Regions from separate parts of the Canis lupus genome. Here region 1 is linked to region 2. Evidence: chromatin contacts called from public Hi-C data. All regions are on one chromosome and are shown on one strand. The core of a region is the stretch at or near the end of the contact, and the rest is flanking DNA. Distances in the headings are between cores, read along the strand shown.

Region 1 (4,051 bases), core at 378-2,877, 180 kb after region 2:
TTCTCTAACACTAGAATAGCAGTCCCTTTTTCATTTTCCCCCAGGTTTTGATTTATGTTTGGTTACCAACCCCTTTTCTCAGTCTCTTTCTTACTAACTGCCCTTCCTTAACCTTCTGTTGTTGTTTCATTCCTGTCATTTGCTGTGGCTGGCCATATAAACCCATTTCTTTCCATTCCATTTATCCCTATAGCTCCATGTGCATTTTTAGGGTGCTACTACTAAAAGCGTAAACCTCTATGTGAGAAATAGAAAGGTAGCTCTCCCAATCTACATCCTGTTTTCCCTCCCTCCCATAGCCGTTCCATGTCTATTCATCTGTTCCTGATGTCTCCTCAGTCTGACCCCCACCTGCAACCCCTCTTCCTCTGTCATTCCCTATTTGATGCCCATGTCTTCTTTCTAACCCCATTTGCACTCTGTCTGATTTTGCATCCAAGGATCTCCACAAGATAAAGGATGGAGTTCTATCGGGAGCCAGATTGTGTCTCTCGAAAACTTTCTGCACATCTATTGAAATGGGATTAGGGGCTTTGATCCTGAAATATTCCTAGGCAAGCCTGTCTGCTGTGGCACAACTTTGCCCACCTTGGAGGAGGGCTGGGGCCTACTCCGATGGACGAGGGCAGGGGTGTCTTTAAAGGCCTTTAGTGGCCCTTTCTACTTCGAAGGTTGGCAAAAGTGGGCATCGCCCGAGCAAGGCTGGAAAAGCAGAGCAGGTGGGGATGCCTGGAGCCCTGTCCTGCGGCGCCCGGCCCGGCCCGGCCCGGCCGGGGAGCTGCTGCGCGGGCGCCGGGGGTCGGGGCTGCGGGGCCCGCCGTCCGGGGAGGAGGCGCACCCCGGGGGAGGCGAGGCAGGCCCGAGGCCGGGTGTTCCCCGGGGAGGCAGGGCGCGGCCCCCGGGGCGAGGCGACGCCACCCCCGCGGCGCCGGGGCCCAGGCCCTCCCCGGGAGGAAAGGCGAGGCGCCCGGGAGGCTCCCGCACGAGGTCGAGGGACCCGCGCGACCGTCCCTCGCCAGCCGGGCCCCTGGGAGCAGGGCGGGGGCGGGGGGGGGCGACACCCCAGGGAGCAGGGCTGCGGGCGGCAGAGGTCACCCCAGGGTAGGGGCGCGGGTCGCAGGCAGCAGGGGCGCGGGGCCGGGGGCGGGCGGGGGCTCCCCCGAAGGCTGGGGCCGCAGGTCTGCCCGCCCAGCCGCCGGGCGCCCCGAAGTCTGGGGCCGCCGCGGCTCCAGCTCCGCCGGCTCCTCCCGGCGACTCCAGGCCGCACTTTCCCCTCCTCCCGGCGCCTTCTCTCCAGTGAGGAGCCGAGCGCGGGCGGCGCGGGGGGAGGCGCGGCGGCGGAGGGAACAGCCAGTTGTTTAAAATCCTTCTAGAGCAGTTTCTAATTCCCCCCTTGCGCCGGGGTTCGGAGGGGGAGGGGGGAAAGGGAGCGGGAGGAGGGAGGAGAAGGGAGCGGGAAGGAGGGAGGGCGCCCGGGAGGGAGGGAGGGAGGAGCCTGCCGCTCAGGCTGGAGCCGCCGCCGCGCGCCCGGCGGGCCGGAGGGAGGGGAGGGCTGTCAGTCTCGCGCGTTGCCCGGGCGAAGGGGGCGGAGCTCCGGCGTGGGGCGGCCAATGGTGGGGGTGGCTGCGTGGGTCGCCATGGGGACGGGGCTGTTCCCGGGGAGGCTGTGATGGGTTGACAGGTGCGTGACAGTGGGAGCTGCTCTCGGCACAAGCATGTACGGCAAAGGCAAGAGTAACAGCAGCGCCGTCCCGTCCGACAGCCAGGCCCGGGAGAAGTAAGTGTCTCCGCTTCTCACCCACCTCCGCCCGCACACGCGCGCACACACACGCACGCACTCGCACACTCTCGGAGACACGCAGACCCAGACGCTCTCGGCCCGGGGAGAGCCGGGGGTGCGCCGGCAGGGGGAGGGGTGCGCGAGGCTGGGGGCGCGCGGGGCGGGGAGCGGCTGCCTCCCGGGAGGTGCCCGCGGGGGGCTGCGGGCGGGCGGGCGGGGGCGGCGCTGCTGCGGCGGAGGGAAACTTGTTTGGGTGACGGGGGAATAACCCGCGGGCTCGCCTCCGCGCAAAGTAACTTTAGAGCCGGGGTCCGGGGCTGCGGGGACCCGGCGCGCTGCCCAGGGCGGCGGGGAGGGCGGGAGGGCGCAGCTGCGCGGAGCGGGGCTCGCGGCGGGGGCGGGGGCGTCCGGAGGGCGGGCGCGGCGGGCGGCGGGAGCGGCGCGGCGCCGGGCTTCGCGGTCGGGATCGCGGGCGAGGCGAGGCGAGGCGAGGCGAGGCGAGGCGAGGCGAGGCGAGGCGAGGCGAGGGCGGCGGTGCCGGGCGCGCGGCGGGCGGAAGCGGGGCGCGGAGCGGCCGAGCGGGGCCCCGCGGGGCGCGGAGACGCGCGTGCGGGCGTCGGGCTGTCGGCGCGCGGAGGGGCTGCGGGCGGCCGCGGTGCCCGGTGCCCCGCGGGGCGGGCTGGTGGGCGCCGGCGGCGCCGCTGAAGTTTGGGGGCCCGGGACGGGTCGGGTTCCCGGGGAGGCCGAGCGTGCGGGCAGGCGGCGGGAGGCGCCGGGGCGGGCCGCAGCTCCTGCCCCCGGCCGGCACGCCCCACTCTCCGCCGCGGCCCGAGAACTTTTTTTGGAGACTTGGTGCCTCGCAGACGCCGGGGGCCGCGGGGACGGCGGGGGGCCCCCGCGGGGCGGCGGCGTGGGGGTCCGGGCGCTGCGGCGGCGGGCGGGGGCAGGGCTGGCTGGGGCCGCGGGGGGGGGGGCGCCGGGGGCGGGGGGCAGACACAGGTGTGGGCTCGGCTGGGGCCCCGGGAGGCGGGCGGGGACGGAGCCCTCCCGGCCGGGATGCTGCCGCGGTCGCGGCGCGCTGCGAAGCGCGGCCGCTTGCTGCTGTGCTCACGTACTTGTAACGGGGATTGGGTTGTTACTAAAAACGAGAGCGAACCGCGGCGGTGCCCCCCGAGGAAGAGCCCGGCTCTGCGCGCCGCGGGTCGGGGTTCCCGCCGCCCCCGTCCCCGCCCTCGCCCTCGCCCTCGCCCCCGCCCCCGCCCCCGCCCGAGGCTGAGGCCCCGCGCCCGCGCCCCGCCCCGCCTCCGCGAGGGGTTCGCGCTGCGGGAAAGTGAGAGCATCTCTCGGGAGCTACTTTGCTTACCTTGCGCATGGAAATAGCTGCGTAAATAAAAACCTCACACTCCGACAGGCGCGTTTCCCTCCTGCTTCTAGGCACTTGGTAGTCTGAAAAGTTTCTTGTGCCCTAGGGATGGGAACATTTCCTAGTCTTCGTGTTGGCAGCAACACACAATTCCCATAAGATTTAGGGGTGGCAGGCCTTGCTGTAGCAAAACAAACAAACAAACAAAAAATGTAACGGAGAGATGCTAGTTTGGTTTGGTTTGGTTTTTTCCAGAGGTATTTTCCGAGGAGCTACGCTTAGGGAACTAGTTGATGGGCTGTGAAATATACAAAAGACAAGCAAGACAGCCTGATGAAGAAATAGCAGTTACTAGAACTGAAGTTTTGAAATAACAGCTCAGTTTATGTGCATTAATCATTTGGCTGCATAACCCACCTGATAAGATGAAAAACAAGATGTTTTGATGATTACAGAGTATTGGGATTTCCTATCGCTAAGAGTGAAGGGATTGAAATGTATTCAGGCATTTGGAGGCGGTTGCTGCAATTTGAGAATCAGAGTAATTTTGTTTGGATTTTGGTTACACTTCCCAGGAATGGTTGGATCTAGTCTGTATCCTGGTAACTTTGTAAGAAAAAAAAGTTTTTTTTTTTTTTTTTTTTTTTTTAATGATAATGAAGATGATAATGTGATGAGAATGTGTTGGGTCTGTGGTCCTTTCTAGCCTAATTCTGTGATCCTGTCCTGAAAACAAATAACTGCCACTTATGCTGTCCAGTCTACCAAACCGAACACCAAGTGATATCTCCTCTTGAAAGCAAAGTGGTGAGGGTTCTGCTAGATGGTGCTATTTGATTTAAATATATTTCTTCCATTCATTATAATTGGCAGCGGGAATCCTGGACTAGTTTGCCTTATGAACTAAA
Region 2 (3,878 bases), core at 8-2,507:
GACTACGCCCCAATCCGTGATTTCAGGCGCTACGCGTGGAGAGGTTATTCGGAAGACGCACGGCTGCCGGCTGTGAATGCCAGCCAGCCAGCCGGCCGGCCCTCCCTGATTCTCACGGAGTCCGAAACCCCTCCAAGTTGAGCGGGCCTGGGCGTCGGGGTCACCGCGGGTCACCGAGCAGCCTTTGTTCCCGGGTCCCCGCGGGCGCCGGGCCCGGTCAGCGCGACCCCGCCGCCCCGGCAGCCCGCTCCGGGGCCCCGCCTCCGGGTCTTTGTTCGGGGCTCGGGGCTGGCTGCCGGCCGGCGGCGGGAGGACCGTGCGGCGCGGGCGACGGGGGCCGACGGGGGCCGACGGGGGCCGCGCGAGTACTCACCCCGCTCCGCTCGGCCCCTGACCCCAACGCCGGCCTAGCGCAGGCGGGGCCGCGGGCTGGGGGAGGGGAGCCGGGGCGGTGCCCAGCGCTCTGCCAGCGGCCGTCCGGCCAGCGGGCCCGGGCGCGGGGTGACGGGCGGGCTCCCGGGGGCCACGGACGCCTCAGCACCGGACGGGAGCGAACGCGCCGACGGCCCCCAGCGGGCAGGCCCGGCCCTCCCTCCGCCACAGCCGCCGCGGCGACCGACGCGGAGCATGCGCACCTGCGCCTCCCGCGCCCCCTGGGGCCTGGCTCGCGCGGGGGAGGGGCTGACGTCGCGGGCCGCGCGCGCAGGACTCGGGCCAGGGGGCGTGGCCTCGCGGCAGCCCCGGCCCCCGCGAGCCGAGGCCCCGCCCCCCAGCCCAGCGCCGCCGGAAGCGAGCCGTGGCCGCGCGCCCCGCGAGCACGAGGGCTGCCGCCCGTGCAGGTGCCGCGGGCGAGCGGCTGCGGCGTCGCCACCTGTCCTCCCAACAAATAGCCACATACCTGGAAAACCAGTGAGTGACTGCTGGAGACGGGGCGGAGCGAGAACCTTCTCCGAGGTTGGAGTCCGAGCCGGCCGGCGTCCGTGCACGCGCTGAAACTCCTGTAAGCGCCTCAGCCACCAGTCACAAACACGGCTCCCTCCTTTGACCTAAGGACCCAGGTAGACGGTAGCAGTTCGAGAGTTCCAGTAGTACCCTCTGGGGCACGTACCTCAGGAAAAAAAAAAAAAAAATTGGGATGGGGGGGCGACTGTGGGGTAAAGACCACAGAAAAACGTAGAAGTAACAGGGGTAATCGAGCTGAAAGACTGAAAATGCAACAGCCGACATCTGAGGGGAAACTAGCTCTGCTCCTTGTAACACAACAGAATTAAATTTGTGTGAAAAAAAAAAGCGTGGTGAGTTGAAGACGTGAAAGGAAAACCTGCTTTCAAGCGCATGGGGCTCGGTTATGATCTTGTACCACAGTTACGTAAGAGGTCACCCCTGGGGAAAGCGAGGTGACGGATACGTGAGGTTCGGCACTATTTTTGCAGTCTCTTGTGAGTCTGTAATCATTTCACGATAAAAAGTGCTTAAAAAGGGACAGAGCACTGATCAATGGTGACCAGAGAAAGGGGTTGACTAAAAAAGAGCTTAAGGAAATTTGAGGGAGGGGGGAATGATGGAACTGTTCGATAATTTAATTGTGTTAATGATTACACCGTTTTGGGTTTTTTTTTTTTAAGATTTTATTTATTCATGAGAGACACAGGCAGAAGGAGAAGCAGGCTCCACGCAGGAAGCGCGACGTGGGACACGATCCTGGGACCTCGGGGTCACGCCCTGGGCTGAAGGTGGCGCTAAACCACTGAGCCACCCGGGTGTACCCTGATGACACCGTTTTTTGCTGGACAAAATTCATATCAGGGATACATTTTACTGCATGTAAAATAAAACTCAAAAGATAGGGCTAGTAAGTGAACTTCCTAACATGTTTGAGTAACTGTGAATATAAATGAATTCGATAGTTGCCAATTAAAAACAATTCACCAGCTTTTTTTTTTTTTTTTTTTTTTTGTACAAGGAAGTGAGTTCTGAGTGAGAACTTTAGTGAATGGGTATTTCCTTCGACTTTAAACGGTTCCTCAAAAGCCATAAAACTCACATACAGAAATAAGAATGGGGCAGCCCCGGTGGCGCAGCGGTTTAGCGCCGCCTGCAGTCCCAGGGCGTGATCCTGAAGACGCGGGATCGAGTCCCACGTCAGGCTCTCTGCATGGAGCCTGCTTCTCCCTCTGCCTGTCTCTGCCTCTCTCTCTCTCTCTCTCTCTCTGCATCTCTATGAATAAATAAAATCTTAAAAAAAAAAGAAATAAATGCATTGCTTGGCATCGTATCCAATAATCTAGAAACACTTTCATGCATCAATGATACCATGTTAACAAAAAAAAAGTTTTTTGCACCTGAGATGTTTTTAAGTGTCATAATCCACCTGCCAAAACCAAAGAAACAGAGCAAGGTAAATCAGGTAACTTCTATATACTTCTTTTCATCATATCACTCTTAACAAGAAACAGCCCTGGCCTGTTTAGGTGTTTACCCTACAACACTTCAGAGTGCTTTAGGGCAGGGTCTGTCGTCAGTGCATAGCCAGCCTCTGGCAGAGTTCCTCACTAGTAATAAGTATTTGTGGAGTAAAACAATACATTGATCACAAAAAGAGAAGGAAGCTAAAATTTGAGAACCCACCATAAGCCAGAAGCTTAGTTGAGTTTAGCTAACCATATAATAACCACACAAGATAACCATTTTATAGATATGAAAACTGAGACTAACGATCAATTCCCTTTCATTCCTTGTTTCATTGGATTTCTCAGTTTTATTTGATCATGTTAATCACATCTACAAAGTCTTGCTTCCCTTAGCTCCCATAAATCCACAGTCCCCTGATTCTCCTTTGAGCTCCCTTGACCACTCCTTTACTTAACCTCATAGGCTTTGGTTTGTCCATCAGATGTATATTAATTCACAATAACCTTTAAGGAGTATGGTCCAAGAATGGGACACAAGTCTAAAGCTGCATGGTAGGGGCACCTGGGTGGCTCAGTTGCTTAGGCGTTCAACTCTTGGTTTTGGTTCAGGGTCCTGGGATCAATCCCTGGTCAGGTTGGGCTCCCCACTCAGTGGGGAGTCTGCCTGAAGATTCTCTCCCTCTCCCTTTGCCCCCCTCTTCTGCTCATATGCTTTCTCTCTCTCTCTAAACTAAACTAAAAATCTTTAAAATTACATGGTAAATGTCTTATTTTCTCTAGTCAGTTCGTATCACTTGTACTTATTGAAAACTCATATCCCATGGGCCACCAAGATACGAGGAAGGTAGGAAATGCAGTCTCTAGCTAAGTAGCCCAGGGTTCAGTCAAACCTTGACAGAATGGGATTATTTTATTATTAAAAGGAAGAAGGGCAGAATGGATATTGGGGAGAAATAGCTCTCTCTGCTGCAGCTTATAGAGGGCACATCTCTTTCACCATCCTCCAAGAGGTTCTCAGGGAAAGATAAATTATATAAAAGAAAAAAGTTAGGAGAGGTAATCTGATTGGATGGCAGAAATAAGAAACATAAACCTGTTTGTACATAGCATTTATCTAAAAAAGTGAAAGAAGAAAATTATAGTTTGGCAAAACTATAGAGACAGTAAAAAGATCAGTGGTTGCCAGAGTTTGGGAGAAGGAATGTGTGGAGCGTACAGCATTTTTAGGACAACAGAACTATCATTTTTGATACTGAAATGGTGAGTATATGACATTATGCTTTAGTGAAAATCTATAAACTTATACAGCACAAAGAATGAATTCTAATATAAACTATGGACTTAAGTAACAATCTACCAATACTGCTTCATCAGGTATAACAGATGTACCACACTAAGGCAAGATGATAATAAAAGAGGAAACTGAATGCATACATGAGAATTCTGTTACAATTCTAAGAAATAAAG

The links. Hi-C and Micro-C count contacts between places; a contact is called where the count stands out from the background.
Region 1: a contact with region 2 is called in a Hi-C map of blood, with 3 times the contacts expected there. The contact joins the promoter of SSBP2 here to the promoter of ATG10 in region 2. A contact is called at or near these places in 2 of 9 Hi-C or Micro-C datasets (amygdala and blood).

The regions. Positions count from the first base shown.
Region 1 is chr3:25,730,222-25,734,272 of UU_Cfam_GSD_1.0, forward strand. SSBP2 (single-stranded DNA-binding protein 2) reads left to right here and starts at 1,628. Exons shown (of 17, transcript XM_038532429.1): 1 at 1,628-1,777. The coding sequence starts at 1,716.
Region 2 is chr3:25,550,687-25,554,564 of UU_Cfam_GSD_1.0, forward strand. ATG10 (ubiquitin-like-conjugating enzyme ATG10) reads right to left here and starts at 1,258. Exons shown (of 8, transcript XM_038532420.1): 1 at 899-1,258. LOC119871164 (a long non-coding RNA gene) reads left to right here and starts at 797. Exons shown (of 3, transcript XR_005356795.1): 1 at 797-1,000.